3 separate regions of the Sus scrofa genome follow, and all the other regions are linked to region 2. A link is a contact called in public Hi-C data. All regions are on one chromosome and are shown on one strand. Each heading gives the region's core, a stretch centred on a gene start, on an enhancer-like site or on the middle of the called end of the contact. The rest is flanking DNA. Distances are from core to core; before and after follow the strand shown. Region 1 holds the start of SRFBP1 (serum response factor binding protein 1). Region 2 holds the start of LOX (lysyl oxidase). Region 3 overlaps SRFBP1 (serum response factor binding protein 1).

What was found. A called contact is a pair of places that touch in the nucleus more often than the background predicts.
Region 1: a contact with region 2 is called in a Hi-C map of embryonic fibroblasts, with 4 times the contacts expected there. The contact joins the promoter of SRFBP1 here to the promoter of LOX in region 2. A contact is called at or near these places in 8 of 47 Hi-C or Micro-C datasets (embryonic fibroblasts, fibroblasts, heart right ventricle and 3 more) and 1 of 2 datasets of contacts at active chromatin or transcription factors (skeletal muscle).
Region 3: a contact with region 2 is called in a Hi-C map of embryonic fibroblasts, with 1.5 times the contacts expected there. The contact joins the enhancer-like site here to the promoter of LOX in region 2. A contact is called at or near these places in 1 of 5 promoter capture datasets (fetal skeletal muscle), 10 of 47 Hi-C or Micro-C datasets (adipocytes, embryonic fibroblasts, epiblast stem cells and 5 more) and 1 of 2 datasets of contacts at active chromatin or transcription factors (skeletal muscle).

Annotation. Positions count from the first base shown.
Region 1 is chr2:125,506,461-125,510,520 of Sscrofa11.1, reverse strand. It overlaps SRFBP1 (serum response factor binding protein 1), which reads right to left and starts at 2,674. Exons shown (of 10, transcript NM_001244566.1): 1 at 2,629-2,674; 2 at 2,598-2,626. The coding sequence starts at 2,632. It overlaps LOC102160311 (a long non-coding RNA gene), which reads left to right and starts at 2,802. Exons shown (of 5, transcript XR_002341867.1): 1 at 2,802-3,579.
Region 2 is chr2:125,604,910-125,608,811 of Sscrofa11.1, reverse strand. It overlaps LOX (lysyl oxidase), which reads left to right and starts at 1,786. Exons shown (of 7, transcript NM_001206403.1): 1 at 1,786-2,438; 2 at 2,785-2,893. The coding sequence starts at 1,802. The region is part of intron 3 of LOC100525452 (zinc finger protein 474); the gene reads right to left.
Region 3 is chr2:125,526,275-125,530,406 of Sscrofa11.1, reverse strand. The region is part of intron 4 of SRFBP1 (serum response factor binding protein 1); the gene reads right to left. Among named protein-coding and RNA genes, the nearest start is that of SRFBP1, 20 kb to the right of the region's middle. Within about 2 kb of position 2,611, at least 17 of the 83 cell types and tissues checked have an H3K27ac peak or open chromatin away from gene starts, as enhancers often do. A contact at or near this core is called in embryonic fibroblasts, where this site is marked.

The DNA.
Region 1 (4,060 bases), core at 1,425-3,924, 99 kb after region 2:
TGGAGATGTAAATAGTGCTACAAAAGTTTACACAAGGAGTAAATGAAAGTCAAGAGCAGTGTCCCTGATAAAGCAACATAGAAGTATGATATGGACTAATGAGAAAGAAAATTTGGTGGGTAACAGGAACAGTACACCCAAAGTATCTGTAGAATGCCATGCTAGATAGTGGAGGAATGCCAGAGCAGCCAAGTACAGAGTCTGAAGGGGTGAGGGGAATGGTATAACATCAAGTGGAGAGATACGCCTTGTTTAGATTGGTCTTCACCAAAAGCAACAGGAGGCAGTTCTAAGCAAGGGCATGAGATGTATTTTGAAGAGAGCACTCCAGCTCATCAGAGTAGTCAGGAGGCCAGGATAGCAGTTCTGCTGAGGAATAAAATTTAGACTAGGACAGCGGTGAGATGGAAAAATAATGGAAAGGTATCTAAAATAAAAGTTAATTTGAACTCTTTTTCAGATATATTTCTTTCTTAAATAAGTTAATTCATTTCTCTTATCAATTTCCTATGAAGTGATTTTTCTTAATTTCTGTGAGCTATTTTACAGTAATAACATTAGCAATTTGTCTGTCATATTTGCTCTATTTTTTCTAAGTGTTTGTCCCTTTTTTCCCCTTTGTTTTTCAATATGGAAGTTCCCAGGCTAAGGGTCAAATCAAATTGGAGCTGCAGCTGCTGGCCTACACCACAGCCACAGTTACGGGGGATCTGAGTTGGGTCTTTGGCCTGCTCCATAGCTCACGGCAACATTGGATCCTTAACCCACTGAGCCAGGCCAGGGATAGAACCCACATCCTCATGGATACTAATTTGGGTTTGTATCCTGCTAAGCCACAACGGGAACTCCCATCTCCCATTAATTTTAAATTATTACACCATTCTTTCATTATTGCCACTTTTTTTCTGTCTTTTTTCCCCTTCTTCAGATTAGAACATATACGATTTACTTAAGCGTGGGATGTATAAACTTCCTAACCTGATAAGTTTATTTAATCATCCAGCAAACACTTATAGAGCATATATGCTGCAGGTGATAGACAAACACAAAAAAGAAACAGGTAAGCAAATGTTTTCAGAGTAGAAAACACCTTGGTTGTATAAAGAACACACACTTACCCCAGAATGAACTGAATTAATAATTTTAACTGTTGTGAAGAGGCCTGGAAACTAGCTAAGTGGAAAAAGTGAGAGCCCTAAATGAAGAGTAGGGTAAAGGGTACACTCTTCTCAGTGTAATTTCAGAATTAAACAGGAAGCTCACTAGTATTTCCAGGAAATTTCCAAGGACAACACTCCAATTAAGGTCTTTTATATCTCACAGGCGATCTACCGGAAAAAAGACCAGCAATGTTTTCTGGAACTAGAAAGAGCTTAATGTATATTTATCAATGTAAAGAGAATGCCTTCAGAGTACCCCTCTTTAATACATCCTGTTCTTTACTGCCAAGTGAAATCCAGGCTTCTTAATGCAGCAGTAAAGCAGTAATATATTTCAGCTTTATTTCCTACTTCACCCACAAGTTCTCATCAGTGTAGAGTTTTCTACTCATATTATCCAAAACACTTTCTACTACCATCCCTTCCTGTTTATACTGTTTCCTCTGGCTAGAAACGCCTTCTTCCCTCTATTTGAACCACTGGATTCAATACTGTGTAAGATCCTTAAAGGCCAAGAATAAATATAACTCATTTCATTTTGCCTTCTTTGGAAACTTTTCTTTTTTTGCCTAAATAACTTTGTTTTTCTTTCTGGGTATTATTCTATAGCATGGTGGATGGTGTTTTCCCTTCCCTACCTGAGTATAGGTTTCTTAAAAACCGTCTGTCTTCCACAACTGTGTAATATGTAGTGTCTTGCTCATAGCAGACACATATATGCAATGAATAAAAAGGACGAGAACTTCCTTTGCTACAGCTGTGAGGTCCTCATTTAATCCTTGCTTTTCCAGGTTACCTTAAATCTCTGATGACTTCCTAGAATAGAAGCAGAAACTGGAAATGAGACATGACGAAACGTGGAGGTGATGAGGACAAATGTCTGATCAGACTGGATTTCAGAGAGAAATAAATTTGAGGACAGTAAGTATTAAAGTTTTGCTGTGATTGGGAGCAGAGAAATGTGACAGTACCTGAAAAAGAAGTACTGAGGGAGCGTACATCCTTATAAACCGTACGGTCTCGTTCAAGATCAGCAATTTCTAGGCATAAGGTCTCAATCTCTCCCTTTCATTTTTTGCAGTCAACAAAAGGCAGGTCATATGTATCGGAGCTTATTATCAGGCACTTTGCAAACACTTTATACATTCCAGTTACTTTAATTCTCACCAGAGCCTTGTGAGGGAGGTTCTGTCAGGAGCTTCGTTTGACAGATAAGACACTGAATATAGATTAAATGATCTTCCCAAAGTCCCACAGATAAAAATTCATGGGGAATGAGGGCCAGAGACGCTTCGGTCACCTAGATACCATGAAGGAGTTACAGCTGACATGCTACAAGTTCTGCAAAATTCGCCAGGGACTCCCCGCTTCGCCCCAGGCCTTTCAAAAAAGAGCCCTAAAGGTCAGCCCCACAGGTTCCCAGACCACGGTGCTCACCTCGTTATTGAGGTTCAAAGTCCCTGGCTGACCATAGTAGCTCCGAGAGGAGGCTCGAGCTGCCCGCACGTGAACTGTATCCACTCGAACGCGGCTGCGTCGCCAACCCCTCAACGGCGGCCTCATTGGCTCAAAATTCATCCACCTTTCACTCGAGCCGACGCACGCGCAGAAGGTACGCAGACGCGGAGGGGAAGAAAGGAAGTGACGGAGAACAACTTCCTGCGCCGAGAGCTCCGCGCCTGATTTGCGCGTTCTTGCGGAAACCCCCGCAGGGGCGGGTGGCGGAGGGGGCATTTCGCAAGCTATTACCTTGTTTAGAAGTTTTTCAAGATACTGGCTTTATTACATTCGTTTGTAGACTGGGCGCAGCTTTGTAAAGACCTTGTTTTTTGTGTCCCTGTGAGAATGAACGTTTTTTGAAAGGATCACTTGAACGACCAATTTAGCTCCGAAGTTTTGTCTAGCGTTTGTGAAGATTTAGATTTAGCAATGTTTCAGTCTTACTTTATAGCTCAGGCGTAGACATTTCTTTCTGCACACTGTAAGGAGATTATTAGATAATAACGTTTAGATAATTTAGGTAAATTTAGATAATGAACGTGTAGAGCAAAACCAGGATGAACATTTGCCACTGCCTGTGAAAATGGCTGTTTAAAAGTATTACATTAGCCTGGGTGTAGAGAAAACTTGAGGGAGTGGATCTGAAGTAGGTAGCGTATTAATAGTTAACGCCCAGTAATATTGAGCGTTAAAATGGATCAAATGCTGGGACAAACTTAGCATCAATCTCCAAAATAGTCAAGAAATCCAATGAGATAGGAACTGTTATTTTACAGATGTGGAAACTGACTTAAGAAGCCAAGTGTCTTGCCCAGAGTTGCCCAGCTGAGCCGACCACTGACACAGGATTCCAAGGCCGGTTACATAATTTCTGGGGCCCAGTGAGAAAAGAAAATGCAGGACCCCCGACGTTCATAAAGTAGGAAAAAGTTTCTTCTTTTTTACATGGTGTCTTTTGACCTGTATTGTGCTTTTTATTTGGTAGTTAATGTGGTGCTCCCTCAAGAAAAGGGATGCTATGGGGCTACTGCAGATCCTCACAGGTGCCTGGGACCCCTGCTCCAGGACTCAGGGAAGGGTTCCTGTACTGCACCAAGGTGGTAGCAGTTGCTGGGCAGAGAAAGGGAAGTGGAATCCAGAGAACCTAAGTGGGAGTATGTGGCAGGAAAAGCCACACTTGACCTGAGACTAAGCTTTTGACAAATATTCCATTGTCCCACTGGATTTCACTTACAGAACTCAGATTCATGGATAAACTTATTAAGAATTTCACGACTGTGGAGAAAGAAAATTTAAGCTAGGTCCGCTTCTGAGCCTCTATCAAAGAAGACTGTCCTACTCAGAGCTTTTGCTCTTGGCTCATGAGTCTGTACTCAATTTACAGTAATTCAGTCTTATGT
Region 2 (3,902 bases), core at 537-3,036:
GAATTCTAAGGAGACGGCTTTATTAGTTACACTTGAATCTCTGCATGACCACTGCTTGAAGTAGGGGTAGTCTCCTTAATGCTAGTCCCACTTTTGCAACTGGAAAAGGAAAAGTCTCCCAAAGGAAAATACATTTGTTCTAACCAGGAAAAAAAAAAAAAAGTGAAATAGGTGCTGTGCAGAGGTCCACCAAATCAGCAGAGGTCAACCAAAATGTGGTTAAATATGGATAGACAGAGACCAACAGATAGGTGAATATTGAAGTATACAATAGCCCAATCGATGACAACAATAAAAAGGTTAAAAAGAACTGGTTCTGAGTCTAGTTTTGAAACAAGCGGTTAATTTTTTTTTTTTCCTTTGAAATGCTTCCAGCACTGCCTAAACCCTGAGTGGTACATGAATAACTGGTCCATTAAGCATCTCTTTCCAGTGGTTATTACCTACTTCCTACCCACATCCTCCTACCCATTCTCCTCTGACTACTCCATTCCCTTCTCTACCAAAATCTGAAACCCAAGGCTGTTACTTCAGCAACCCCTTTGTTCAGTTTGTAAGATCAATCAAACACCAGGATGAAAAATCAGGGTTCTTTACTGACTTTTCAATATTTAGCAAAAGGTGATTTAAGATTTAAAAAAAAATCCAAAGTCAAACTTCCTTATTAGACATATAAAGAGAAAAAAAGTCAGATGAAATGCTTATTTGAAACTGCCTTTCTGAGTGTTCTACAGACAGGCTTACTCTAGCTCTCTTTACTCAAACTTCCTGATAGACACTGGAAATGAAAGATGGGTTCTTCACTTCCACTCAAAGTACAAATCAGGCCGGCATTTTTAAAAAGACACAGGTTTATTCTCTGCTTCAGTGTTAGTTGGCTTTGTTCCTTGTAAAATTTCACTTTTGGTTATTAAAATATTCACTGTAGGAAATAAATTTGTAACCCATTTCTCATATTACCTACACACAGAAAAACAAAATTTGATATCTTGAGGCTTATTTGCTGAGGGCGCTTCCCATAAAAGCGAGGAGTGTGCATTGGGAAATCTGTCTGGTTAACTCCTTATGGATAAACGTTAGTCACAATCGTCCCTCCGCCCACCGCTTCCCCCTCCCCGACTCTCGCCCCCAGCACCCTCCCCACCTCCTGACTTCCCGCCTCTCCCGGGCTGGTGACTTAATAGCATTTTTCTTCGTGCATATTTTGGCTTCGCCCCATGGCCTGGCTGCCTTCGCCTGTCTGAGTCTTTTGAAATTCCTGCATGTTCGCCCCAGATTAAGCCTAGTGTGTCTCAGGATGTGTGTTCCGTTTTGTTCTTTCCCCTTAACGTTCCCTGTGCAACGTGTCTGGGGGGAGGAGGACACGACGGGGAGGGGAGGGAGGGGCAGAGGCGAGGAGCTGTCCGCCTTGCACGTTTCCAATCGCATTACGTGAACAAATAGCGGAGGGGCGGCTGGGCCAGAACGGCTTGTGTAACTTTGCAAATGTGCCAGAAAGTTTAAAATCTCTCCTCCTTCCTTCACTCCAGACACTGCCGTTCGCTGGGGCCGCCGCGCCGCTCCCCGTCGCCTTCCAGAACTGGGAAAGAGGAAAGAGGCGAGTGCCACGTCCCAGCAGCCGCCTTTACTGGGAAGGGTCTGCAGCCCACCCTTGGCATTGCTTGGTAGGGACTGAGATACCCGCGCAACCCGCCCGCCTCCGTGGTTGAAGAGTTCTCCCTCCCTCACGTGATTTGAGCCTCGTTTTCCTTTTCTCCGAGCTACGTCCTCCGGGAGCGGGGACAATCCGGCAAAGGGAGCGATGCGCTTCGCCTGGACCTCACTTCTGCTCGGGTTGCTGCAGCTCTGCGCACCGGTGCGCTGCGCCCCGCCGGCCACTGGCCAGCAACAGCCCCCTCGCGAGCCGCCGGCAGCTCCCGGCGCCTGGCGCCAGAAGATCCAATGGGAGAACAACGGGCAGGTGTTCAGCCTGCTGAGCCTGGGCTCACAGTACCAGCCACAGCGGCGACGGGACCCTGGCGCCACCGCCCCAGGCGCAGCCAACGCCACCACCCCGCAGCTGCGCACGCCAATCCTGCTGCTCCGCAACAACCGCACTGCTGCGGCGCGGGCGCGAACCGCCCTCTCGTCCGGAGCCGTCGCCGGCCGCCCCAGGCCCGCAGCCCGCCATTGGTTCCAAGCTGGCTATTCGACGTCTGGGGCTCGCGACGCTGGGGCCTCGAGTGCCGGTAACCAGACGGCACCTGGAGAGCTCCCAGCGCTCAGTAATCTGCAGCCACCCAGCCGCGTGGACGTGGACGGCATGGTGGGCGATGACCCGTACAATCCTTACAAGTACTCCGACGACAACCCTTATTACAACTACTATGACACGTACGAAAGGCCCCGGCCTGGGAGCAGGTATCGGCCCGGATATGGAACAGGCTACTTCCAGTACGGTAAGCACCCCCAAGTCGCCAGAAAACCCACGCACCCCTTCCCCAACTCCGTGGCTCCCCGACGTGGCTGCCTGGGCGCGGCAGGCCTCAGTCCGTGCAGATCCCATCCCTCCCCCAGCGCCTGCAGAGGCAGCCCTGGAATCTGGTGCAAACCGCGCGCCTGGCCCCTCCTGCTTCCTTTCCACTTTACTTTGCAGCCCAGGCCATCCCCATTCTTCTGTTACCCGAAACCCGACACCGCAGTCCCCATGGGTGAAGGGTGATGAGTAAGGGTCGTGGAGTAGGGGGCAAGGGTGGGCGCCTCTAAGTTGTCTCACCTCTTTGCGCTTTGCCTGCTAACTTTTAGGTCTTCCTGATCTGGTGCCTGACCCTTACTACATCCAGGCATCCACGTATGTGCAGAAGATGTCCATGTACAACCTGAGATGCGCTGCGGAGGAAAACTGCTTGGCCAGGTACCATCTGGGATCTCCCAGCCCAGCTCCCCGTCTTGGTTCTGGGGGCGCTGCTCAGGTGCCTGGTTCTGACCACTCTTCGGTGCAGACAAGATTTGGGACATGGGATGCGCGCTGGGAAGTAGAACATTATCTCCTAAGCATGCTGACCTGGATGGAGAGTTAAAATTTTGAAGACTTTTGTGGGTTCTGTCTTTCAAACAGTGGCACGAGTCAGGGAGATGAAGCAAACCCCTAAAAAAAAAAAGTGTGTGAGGGGGGTTTCCTATTTTCCCAAAGATCCTTAAACTCTGGAGCTATTTCTAATAATGTTCTATTAAACTAGTGCACAATAACATGGAAAAATATTGTGCTGAAAGAGCTTGTTAATGCCCCCTTGAAAGATTGGGGCCACTGATCCAGCGTGGCACCCCTCTTTGGGTGCTACAGTTTCCTTTTTTTTTGATTGAAGCCACAATTAACTTAGTTGTTTTGGTATTACTTCAGCCAGAATAAGAACATGAGCAAGAGCTTTGTTTTTGCATTAGTCCTAAAATAAAATCTTAGCAATTTGGGGAATGGAATTCTCTGAGTTTGCTGCTTGGAAACCAGCAGAGGGAGCAAATGATGTTTGGATAGGATGCAAAGAATTTTTTAAAAATATAAAATAAGGTCACCAGTAGTATCTGAATATATAAATTCACACAAAATACATTAGCAAAAAACAGTAATGTTTGTTTATTTTGTGAATTTCTTCTACTTTGACTCCTGTCAGTCTAAAAGAAGAGAAGAAATCCAAGCTCATCATTTTCATTCTTGGAAATCTTGCATTAATCATACCACTGCACTCCCTATGATATTATTACTACAATAATGTCACTGTCTTAAAGATAGTTATTAAAGTGTTTATTAAGACTTTTTTTTTCCTTTTTTTTTAGGGCCACAACTGTGGCATACGGACATTCTCTGGCTAGGGGTCTAATGGGAGCTGTAGCCACTGGCCTACGCCACAGCAACAGCAACTCGGGAT
Region 3 (4,132 bases), core at 1,362-3,861, 79 kb after region 2:
TCTACCAAAGACCATGACATAAAGTAGTTATGCAATAATGTATAACTAAAACTATTATCAATGTATTTATGAGCAGTGTTCTTACATCTAAAATTGACCTTCCTAGTGCTATAAATAATATGTAAGTTTGGGATGCGAAGCTACTGCATAAAACAGTAACGTTGCTATATAATTGGGATTTAATTAAACGCTATCAAGGAAACCATATCAATTTTATAAATCAGTAACATTAATTTTTTTATTAAACTTTTCTAGGAAACTTTCCTTGGTTAATTGCCAGTAAGAAGTAATCTCTTGCTCTTTAAAAAATTTTAAAGGCCCTATCATAACTTACCCTATTTTTAAAATTGTGCATACCAGCTCATTTCTCTGATGGTATAAGATTTTTGCAGAGTAGGAACAATGAATCACCCAAAAAGACAGGCTCCTTAAATCATGAAAAAATTAAGCCCACCATTGCTTTCTAATTAATTACCTCACCTCCAACTTCATTTCCTTTTAATGAACCCTCCATTCTCCTTCAGATTTCTCTTTCTAGAAAACACACATGATGACTCAAAAACCTGTGATCATCCACATTTACTAAAAAGCTTTCAACTGTAATCTCATCTTACTACCTAGTTACAATCTTCAACCATTTGTTACTCCACTTACTCCATACTCCAGCCACATTAATTCATTGAAGAAATACTTGCTGAATGTCTACTTTTTTGCTAACTAGTGCACCAAACACAGAAGAAAGATAACATTTTATCCTCAAAAAAGGAGATATACAGAGAAATTACAGCTCAATGTGGTAAACAGTGTAACAGAAATAGAATCCTGAGCACCCCTTCCAAATTACACCATGTACTTGCAGACCTATATGCTTTGTTTTTGTTGTGCTCTATTTATCTAGACTACCTGTCTGAAAACAGAATCATATTTATTTTTCAAGTTCCAACTCAGTGCCACCCATTCTGTGAGGTGTTCCCTAAATCCCTAAGTAAATAAATAGATGCTTGCTCTAGGTTCCTACAACTCTTTGCTTATAACACAGTATGGGATATACCATGCAGAGACTCATATGCTTGCTTCCCACAAAATAGTGTGTGCCCTGACAGTAGAAATCTATTCATCTGCATGCACAGTAAATTCTAATTTAAAATGTATTTAACCAACCTAAGCATATAATACGGAATTATAATAGTGGTTCTGGAAATTCCCACTCTTTTTTTCACTTGTACATTTTTTTTTTCTGGTTGCAAATTTTATGGGTCTTAGAAAATGTATGATCATTAATAAATGAAGATGCTATCCTACATTGTGATGAAGAGAATAACTATTACTGATTAACTACAACTAAAACTCTTAAGTTCTATTTCAATATATTGAGTTTCAACAGAAATCAAGAAATAAAAAGTGAGAATTTATCTCCCTACCTCACCCATATATAAAATTAATATGCCCTGCAAAGGGTTTAATTTTTATATAGGAAAGGGGAGAATGAAAGAGAACTATACATGTTCATTGTAGACTGCTAAAAAGGCATTTTTAATTGGAGCAGCCACTTCCCTTGGGATTATTTTTATTTTTTAGAAAGCTAGATAGTTTACATAATTTAATAGCAGGTAGAGAAAAAAATAAAACTCTTCATAGTCAAGGAGAAAATAGAACATTGCTGAGTTTATCTTGTTATCACAAAATATTAATTCTTTGAGTAGCAAAACATTAACATTAGTTACTCTAATAAAACGGAAAAAAGAACAGAGTTTCCATTACAAAAGAAATCTAGCAAAGTAAAATATATGTTCAAATTAAGGAGTTTAAGTGATTAAACATAATTTGTCTTCATTTAATCCAAAATTCATGTGATATTCCAGTTGAATAAAAAGAAAATCCATTAAAAAAAGTTATTTACTATTCTTATTGCTGCTTCTCTCTACGGCTCTTTGTCTCCCACTGTGTGTTCCAAAAAAATATGTTGTAATATTTGCCTCTTTTCTCAATCACCACATTATTCCATACCAGAATTATGATAGTAGTATTGGTTGTCCAAATTTTTTAAAATTAATAGTTGAAAAGGGCTTTGGATACTTTCACAGTTAGTAGAAATGGTCTGCCAAGGTTGTAAGTTCAAATTTCCAAAGTTACAAAACTTAAAAAAAAAAAAAATCAAAACAAAACAAAGTTAAAAAAAAAATTATTTTTTAAAAAAGATCATGTGATACTCCTTCCTTCCTACCCTTAAATTCTGTTTATACACTTAGTAGCCTTAGAACTAGGCTTATCTCGACTGAAGCAATTCCAAAGTCAGTTCTTTATTTTAAAATTATGTGTATATAATGACTAAGTAAATGGTAATAGCACTACAAGGACTTGTAATTTTTCCTTTGTTTTCAAATAGAAACTAAGAAGGTTCAAAAGCAGATACCACTTTTATTTGCTACAACTGCTCTTATTTAAAAGACAAAACTATTTTAGGATCACCACAGACTTGATATAGTATCTCCTTAGCAATAGAGCTTACAGTGAAAATCATGACCCCTGCATGTGAAAAATGTAACACTGCTCAGGATTTCAAGAGTATGAACTATTCAAAATACTGGCTTAAAGCTGTAGAAACCACAAGCCAGGAAAGCAAACTAGAATTCCAATGTGATGATCTGTTTCTAAACGTTGCATGTGAGTAAGAGAGCAGTATATTCTGATCTTTTAAAACACCATTATGACTTCTGTTTATCATTTCAAATGTCACAAGTTGAGTACAAAAGTATATTAAATCAGAGCATCTTGCTCTGCCTTCAGAAGCAATAAACGTTCTCCCTTTAAAGGAATTAAATTAAAAGTTAAATGGTCTTAGGGAACACTGGCTAAGCTGACTATAAAATGAAGGGTCTATTCATTCCTGTTTCCAATAATTAACCTTAAAAACAACAAACAAAAACATACTATCCTAAGTTGAAAGTTTTTACTGAGGATCTTTAAAGCACCCTAAAGGTTTCAAGAAATTATTTACTTGATTTCTACAATGCATTAGAGAAAAATAATCTAAATTACAAGTCAGATTTATAAAAGAGACTTAAGAGGGAACAGTGCTGATCCTGTAGCTATAAAAGGTCATAATGTGGGTATGCTCAAGGAATATGGGGAGGTAAACAAAGAGAGAAACATTATAGATACCTCTTCCATACCTGGACCATTGCTTGTGACATTCAGGTTTTAGACATATAGGAAGAAAATATGAATGTGGAAACAATTGAACAATTTGAGATTTCTTTTTACAGAAAGAAACAGGATGGGGAAGGGGACGAAGGAGAGAAGGTATGTTTAGGATCACATAAGCAAGAACAAAACCCATTCTGGTTCTATCAGCAGAGTCCTGCAAAGTATACTAGACCACGGAGGTAGTACTCCTTGAAAATTTCATCAATAATTATGATCTAATAAATGAACTCACACTTTGAAAATAATATTGCTAATTTTGAAAATAAGAACAACATCAATATAGATACCTAGTTCATCACTCTGTTCTCTTGAAACAGTCTCTTTACTAGGTTTCCTAGATACCATATTCTCCTGATTTTCTTTCTACTTCAGTGGCTACAAGCCTCCTGTATTTATTCCATCTCCCTAAGACCTAAATTTACAGTGTCTTGGGGTATTCAGCCTCTTTTTTAGCTATTTACAGTTACTTTTAACTTTGGCTACTTTCATTTCTGGTATGACAGATTAAGGTACTAACAGATAATATGATCAACCATGCTTCTTCCTCCCCTCAAACAAAATAAAGCAGAACATAAAACCTGCACATATTACCAAAAACCTACTTAAAGATAAAGGAGAGTAAATGGAAGAAGATAGGCTCTGATAGGGACTCTAAGCAAACTGGGAGTAAAGATGTGAAGCTATACAGTTAAGTCACCATCTTTTCAGAGAGTAACTGAAAACTGCAGGGTGCATGGTTCAGGAAGACAGGCCAAGGAGCATGTGCAACAGTGAGGTTTGGGTACGTTATCCACTACAGAGCAGGGGAAACCCAGAAGAGAAAGAAGCACACAAGGGATCCATAAGCCTGAACAATGCATGTAAGAAACGGATTCAAACTAATAGACAAATGATCTGAACTAAAGCTATAGGTGCTATCTAAGAA